Regions from separate parts of the Rattus norvegicus genome. Here region 1 is linked to region 2. The links are chromatin contacts, called in public Hi-C maps. All regions are on one chromosome and are shown on one strand. The core of a region is the stretch at or near the end of the contact, and the rest is flanking DNA. Distances in the headings are between cores, read along the strand shown.

Region 1 (3,295 bases), core at 354-2,853, 62 kb after region 2:
TCTTCCTGGGGGCCAGGTTTCCTAAACGGACTCTTTTCAAAGGTCCAAGATGCCCTTTTAAAAAATGGGAGTTGTACTTTATTCTTATTTACCAATTTTGGGGTATTTGCCCCATAAAGCCTGGACGTAGCATGTGTCAAGTGATGCTTCAGATACTGGCCATGTGACGAAGTTCTGAGGGAGAGACAGTGATGACTCCCAACTCCTGGGATTCTCTGAGTTTGCACAGAGCATATTTATTATATGGGCATAACATATCTGCAAGGTGCCTCTCAAGCACGCGATGCAAAGGGCGAGTGAGACACAGGTCTTGTGAGATAAGCCAGGACTGGGACTCAGATAAAACAATGCCAGGTAGAACGCCATCAGCCCCGCAGACTGGCTGGTACTCTGAGGAATCAGGTTTCAGAAAATGGATTATATTGGCATGAGACTTGACAAAGACTGAGGAAGGCTGAGAGACTTGGATAGGATGTACCAGGCAGAGATACCAGCTAGGAGAAACATTTCGAGATGATGCGATAAAAAACCTGGCGAGACAAGGGAGGATGTGGAGCCGTGAGCTGTCCTAGTGGATTCCAGAGGAGGGGCATCTATGCAGTGAGGAAGGCTGTGTGTGTGTGTGTGTGTGTGTGTGTGTGTGTGTGTGTGTGTGTGTGTGTGTGTAATAGCGTTAGATAACACCAGGCAGAAGGAGACTGGGTAGAAAGGCCCACGTTAGGGGGTGGCGGCTGCTATTGAGCAGTTCAATTCTGAAACAACCAAGAGAACGTTCTGGTATTGCCATCAGTCTAAATGTAAACAGGCCTGGAGAAAGCAGGTCAGTCACTTTCCAAGTGCACAGGGAGAACATACGGTACTGCACATTATCTCAGGAGATAACGACTCAGACAAAATGAAGGCTAGAGATGGCAGCCTGAAGGAAAAGTCACGGAAGACAGCTGTAGAGGACTCTTTCAATACACAAACCATAGCCAAATGGCTGAGAAACCCAGCTTTGGTAAGAATGCAAGAACCACAGTGGCCTGGCTGGTTGGCAAAGGGACTTCAATGTTTGTATCTCTTTATCTGGGAAATGGGAGCGATTTTTATCTCAAAGGGGTTAGGCCTTTGCTGCAAGAAACTTCCTGAGCACGTGGACACGCGGTAGGAGCCACGCGTGAGCAAGGGCCAGCGGCAGAAGTAAGTAGAGGTTGCAGATTCTTCCAGACGCCCAGAAATGGCAGGGACCTCAGGAAACCCAAAGCCTTTGCAAGGGTTGAGACGCCCCGTGGAGAGGATGGGCCGGTCCGAGCCACCAGCCGCACCCAGCCCCCACCCCAGCTCAGCCCTCCACCCGCTTTCACAACCCAGCCCTCCCACCTGCCCCCACCCTGGCGAGGGGCCAAGCCCAGCGCGCATGTGCCGACGTCGGAGCCCCCCCCCCCCAGCTCCGCCCCTACTTTCCACGTCTCACTTCCCCTAGCTCTGCCTCGCAGCCTCGGCAGCAGCTCCGCCACCACGATTGGCTACAGGACGTCCTCCTCTCGGCCAATAAACGCCACGCCGTCGCCCCCGTGTTACTGGGTAGAACAAAACAAAAACAAACAGAGCGAGCGGGGCCAGAGGCGCTCCGAGGCGGTGGCGGAGGCTGAGGAGCGGGGTCGGGGCCCGGCGGACCAGAGACCCGGGCGAGCGGTGGCGGCCCGAGGGGGTCAGTACGGTGGGCGCGGCTCGCACGCTCGGGCGGGCGGCGTCCTCCTTCCGGTGGCCCCGGGTCGGCGCAGGCTGTCGCACGTTGGGAGGGGGAGGGGGCGTGGAGGCCTCGCTGCGGCGGTCCGGACGGTCGGTCCCGGTCCCCACCCGCCTCGGAGCCCTCGGGTCACCCTCGTTCGCCCAACGCCCGGGGCTGCGGGGAGTTGCGGGTGCTCGCTCTCCGAGGCCAGGCCGGCCCGGCCGGGGCGCTGCAGCGCGGGCCCGCCCCCTCCTCCGCAGCCTCTTCCCCGGCGGCCGGGCGTGCGTGCGCTCGCGGCCCAGAGGAGCCCCCGGGCGCCCGGCCGGACGCAGTTGAACGCGGGGGACGGGACGGTAGGAGAGGTGTGTCGACCGGACGGAGATCCGGTGAGGGGTCCGCGCCCCGAGCCCGGGCCTGGCCACCTTGGCTGGCCCTACTCGCTGCGGGAGGGTCGGGGTCCTGCGGGAAAGGCGCCGGTCGGTGCGGGCACGGGGCGCGGACAGCTGCCCGCCCTGACCTGTGCCAACTCCTCCTTGCTGTCTCCTGCACAGGGTCCCTTAAAAAAATAGAATATAGCCTAGAGAAAACAAAGCCGAGAAGGGAGCCCCCTCTCTGTGTGAACGCATGCTGTGTTTGCTGCACGTCTGTCCGCTACTGTAATGTACGTAGAGGGCGTGCTTTTTTGTTTTTTTGTTTTGTTTTGTTTTGTTTTTTTGTTTTTTGGCGCCCCCCACCCTTACCCTCAACAGTCTCAAAACTGCAGATGTAGGTATTGCCTGTCTTCCCAGGTCCCCGTCCTTGGGAACTGGGTCTGTAGCCAGCCTCTGTAGTCTCCTTATCTGCTATGAATGATTCAAAATGCGGCTCCTGGCCTGGGTGAGGTGTGGGTGTGAGGCCTACAGGCTGCGTTTAAAACAGTTTGATAGTCTCACAGTTGCATTATTCTTGATTTAAGAGTTTGAGACTTTGAGGGAAGGCCCTATTTATTTATTAAAAAACAAAACAAAACTGAGGCTTTAGCTTATGTGCTCGTCCTAGTATTTATATCCGTAATGGGCCTGCGATGTCTCTGTGTATCTCGTAGTAATAGTAAGGGCAAATACTTGTTACGACTGCAAAAATAAATGTGCATGCTTCTTCTCTATAGTGGTTGCTTTTTGCATTATTGTCACAGAGCGCTTTTATCTGATTGCATGTTACTAATTAATATGATTGCATCCCAGGGAAGAATTAAGGTACTTTTCTAGTTAACATATGGTCTAAACTTAACTTCCAGGATGTCAGAGTAATTTATCGGGCATTTTGGAAACGCACTGGAGAACAGTTAATTTCAGCCTTCATTTTTTTTAGCTGTATGCATGGCTTTTTTTTTTCCTCCCTCGTGGGAAATGATTTTGTATAGATTAGTGTGGAGCAAGTGGAATTTAGATTTTTTTTTTTTTTTGGCCTACATTGTTTGAAGTAAGCATTTTAAGGATTGTTAAATTAAAAGAAAAAGGAAAAAGCCTACTGAAGAGAGTGCAGCATACTGTCCTTTATAACAGCTGTGATGCTATCGGTGTGACTGGGCCTTGACTGTTT
Region 2 (3,650 bases), core at 438-2,937:
AAACAAACAAACCCTGAGACTACACTCGTTTGCACCAAATATGATTGGTATCTTTTTTTACATTACAATATTAGGTTTTCCACATGAAAACAAAACCAAAAAGGCAGAGAACCTAGTTAGCTTTTTGTTCAGAGTCCCTCAGGCAGGACACTGTAGAGACAATGTGCTGACAGAGCCTCTCAAAGTTCAGGGTGCATGCAAGTCACCAGGGACCCTGCAGGTCTGGGCAAGGCTAGGGTTCTGCATTTCTATCAAGCCTCCAGCAGATGCTGTCCCTCCTGGTCTTAAGAGCACACTTTTAGTAGCAGAGACGTAGGGCGCACTGTTTTCTGACCTTTGGTGTGGGTTTTCTGCTCCTCATGTTGTCCTAACGTCCCTCTGGGTCATCGTGACCGTCAGCATATTCCAAGTGTGCAGTAATAGGCTTTACATCCCCTACCCTGACAGGAATCACCTCAGATGCTCTCCGCATGTAACAGAGGCTCGTGGTGATTCAGCCTGTTGATGTAGGTGAGAGAAGGGGTTCCTTGGCTCCGGCCAATGCAACGTGAAGGAGCAGCTGGCTTCGGGGACCCAAGTGACATCATCAAGATGATGTGCTCTGCTCTGCTTTCTGCTGTTCATGGCTTTTCTGTTTTCAGGGTGCTTCATGGGACGGCCTTCAGCAGACTCAGGCTCTCTCCTCTAGATGGCATGGTAGCCCTCTTACCTTCAGATTCCATGGCCCGTCTCCCACATGAGAGAGAGCCAGGCTTTCTCCTATAGCTCCCAAAAAACATCTGACAGTCGTTCTCGTTGGGCTACTTCAGCACATGTGCCCGTCCCCTAACCAGTCTCTGTGGCCAGGGAGAAGGCTGTGGTTTGATTGACAGGGCCTTGTGGGGTGGGAGAATTAGCCGCACAGAGAGTGTGTTTCCAGGAAGAAACTGAGTGAAGAAAGGCCCACAGGCTGGGAAACCCAGCCATGTCAGAAACAACTGGGCCGGCATGAACAGAGCCTGGTTCAGATGGAGTGCAGACTCATAGCAGATTTGAGTTCAGACCCTTTACCCTGTTTTAGAAGCAGCAAGGTGCACTGACAGAGAAAACAGCCTGGTGTACTAGATGGCTGTTGGTCGGCCTCACCGTCCTCATAAAACAGAGGAAGAGATGGCGGCGTTTGAGATTTGCTTCAACATAAGTTCTGAAGGTGTGAAAAGAAGGTCAGAATGCAGACGTCACAAGATTGGGATTCTCTATGCATTCATTCTACATTGTTGCATACCCAAATTTTCCCACAATAACAAGGAACCCCAAATTTCATCATAGATTGATTTTATTCTTTTTTTTACCTCCACTTTTCTGGCATGATGACAGCATTGGGACATTTGTGCTCTAGGGGAGAGAAGCTGCTGGATGTGTCTGTCCCTGACATTGGCTGGCTGCCCAGTCACCTCTTACCTGCTATCTCACAAGGTTACCCTCTTCTTTCCTGGACCTGAAAGGAGCAACTAGGAAAGGCATTAAGTTCCAGAAAAGTAGAATACACCAACCCCTAAGACTCCTTTTACTAAGTAAAACTCTTAGCCAACTCACTCTGGGGATTTTACTGTGTTCTGAAAGGTGGCCCTGTATGGGGATATATTCTGTAGCTTCCTCTGTTCCAGCACAAGCCACAGACTTGAGGCCTGGGATCGGCCTCCTGCATGACTCGTGTTTTGTTACATAGCTTTGATTGATTCTGGCAGCCCTGTCAGTGTTCCCAGGCTCCCTTGTCTCTCATGGGTTGGCTGCAGAAAACGGTAGCCAAGTTCTGAGGGAAGGCGGAAAGACTACCTGCAGCCCTGTGTAGGGTGAGGGAAATGTTCCAGACAGGAGCTTTCTTCTCAGCCCTAGCCCAGCATTAGCCTCTTCCTGAGGCTCGCAGAGAATTGACGATGTGTAGTCTGGGTAACCCGGTTGCTTGCATGTGACACTGCACATAAATGTGACGGTTTACACATTCTGCTGAATATAAATACTGTTTGCCCAAGGTGGGAGGTACCCTGGCTGAATCCCTGGGTCTACTTTCGAGAGTCACTGCCTTCTCTCTGTCCCTTCCTCTGTGTCTCAATATGACAGGTGATCCCTCCATGGCTGGAACAGTTTCTGTCCTTTCCCTGTGTCCCGGGCACGGAGCAAGGCTGGCCACAGCTGGTGCTCGAGGTGTTCTCTAATGATCTCTCTGACTTTACCCTAGAAACCTGGGAAAAATGTGGCTGCTATCATCCAGGACATCCACTCCCAAAGGGAGAGGTGCATGCTCCGGGAAGCTGACAGGTGAGGCTCTGGGGCTTAGGTCACAGGCCTGGAGGTTAAAACACCTTCTAGCTTCTGGTTCTTAGGGGATGTCTTAGAGTCTCAATTGCTATGATGAAACACCATCACCAAAAGCCATTTGGGGAGGAAAGGGTTTCTTTCACTCACACTGTCTGTAACAGTTTATCAGCCAAAGTGGCTTAACAGGGCAGGAATTTGGAGGCAGGAACCGATGCAGAGGCCGTGGAGGGGTGCTTGCTCCCCATGGCTTACTCAGCCTGCTCTTTTGTAGAACCGAGGACCACCAGCCCAGGGGTGGCACTGCCCACAATTGCCTGGGCCCTCCCCTATCAATCGAACCTTTTAAAAAAATGCTCTGTGGGCTTGCTTGCAGGCTGATCTTATGAGGGAAGTATTTTCTCCATCAGGGCTCCCTTCTCTCAGATGACTCTAGCCTGCGTCAGGGTGATGTGACATTACTCATCAAGGGGGATTTGAATTGTAACATGGCCTACCTGTAGCCCCGACCCATCCACCTGGCTTTCTAGCCTCCACTCATCCCTGTTCAGATGGGCATTACCACTGTAGTTCAGAATTGCTGCTCAGCTTAGACAGGGACACAGGAAATGCTGGGCTTCCTCTTACACATTCCCCCTGAGCTGGAGAGGAAAACACAGAATGGAGAGTTGATATCTGGCTCTTTGGGGCAAGTTTATATTTTACTGATGCATCCCTGGTGCACGTGGTAACGGCGGAGACTCTGTTTAGAGGTGGCCAGCTCTCGGTTTCTCATGAACTGAGTGCAGACACAGAACTAAGAATGTAGATGGGGGGGGGGGGGGCTGGGGATTTAGCTCAGTGGTGGAGCGCTTACCTAGGAAGCGCAAGGCCCTGGGTTCGGTCCCCAGCTCCGAAAAAAAGAACCAAAAAAAAAAAAAAAGAATGTAGATGGGGGCCGGGAGACCACTCAGTTCCTTCAACCATTGTTTCCAGACATTGACTGCATGCATTACCAGACCTGCAGTCTCCAGAACAGCCACAGAGGGTGCTCTAACCTTGTTGTAGAGGAGAGCAGCCCAGCCCGTTTCCCAGGTTGGCTAAGAGACTAGCAGCCCAGTCCTAGACAGGACGCCCCTCTCTGCCCGTCAGTGAGGGATACAGTGTTGTTTAGCACGTGAGAACCAAATGGAAATGTTCTATCCTTCTAGGATATCGGGTGCATGAGCTCATCAATCATCAGCCTTCGGAGGGCTGAGAGGGTTTTGTTCGTCTGCTTTTATTTTTAAATTGTGGTTACTTGGGGTTTTAACGGTATGTGTAAAGACAGACCATGCTGGTGTAGAGTAGGGAGACTATGAAGTTTTACCCTGAAT

Evidence for each region. A called contact is a pair of places that touch in the nucleus more often than the background predicts.
Region 1: a contact with region 2 is called in a Hi-C map of liver, with 4 times the contacts expected there. The contact joins the promoter of Pdcd4 here to the enhancer-like site in region 2. A contact is called at or near these places in 5 of 12 Hi-C or Micro-C datasets (the A7r5 cell line, Schwann cells, liver and 2 more).

Annotation. Positions count from the first base shown.
Region 1 is chr1:262,925,092-262,928,386 of GRCr8, forward strand. It overlaps Pdcd4 (programmed cell death 4), which reads left to right and starts at 1,604. Exons shown (of 12, transcript NM_022265.3): 1 at 1,604-1,693.
Region 2 is chr1:262,862,539-262,866,188 of GRCr8, forward strand. It overlaps Rbm20 (RNA binding motif protein 20), which reads left to right. Exons shown (of 14, transcript NM_001107611.2): 8 at 2,219-2,298. Among named protein-coding and RNA genes, the nearest start is that of Pdcd4, 62 kb to the right of the region's middle. Within about 2 kb of position 1,688, at least 19 of the 93 cell types and tissues checked have an H3K27ac peak or open chromatin away from gene starts, as enhancers often do. A contact at or near this core is called in liver, where this site is marked.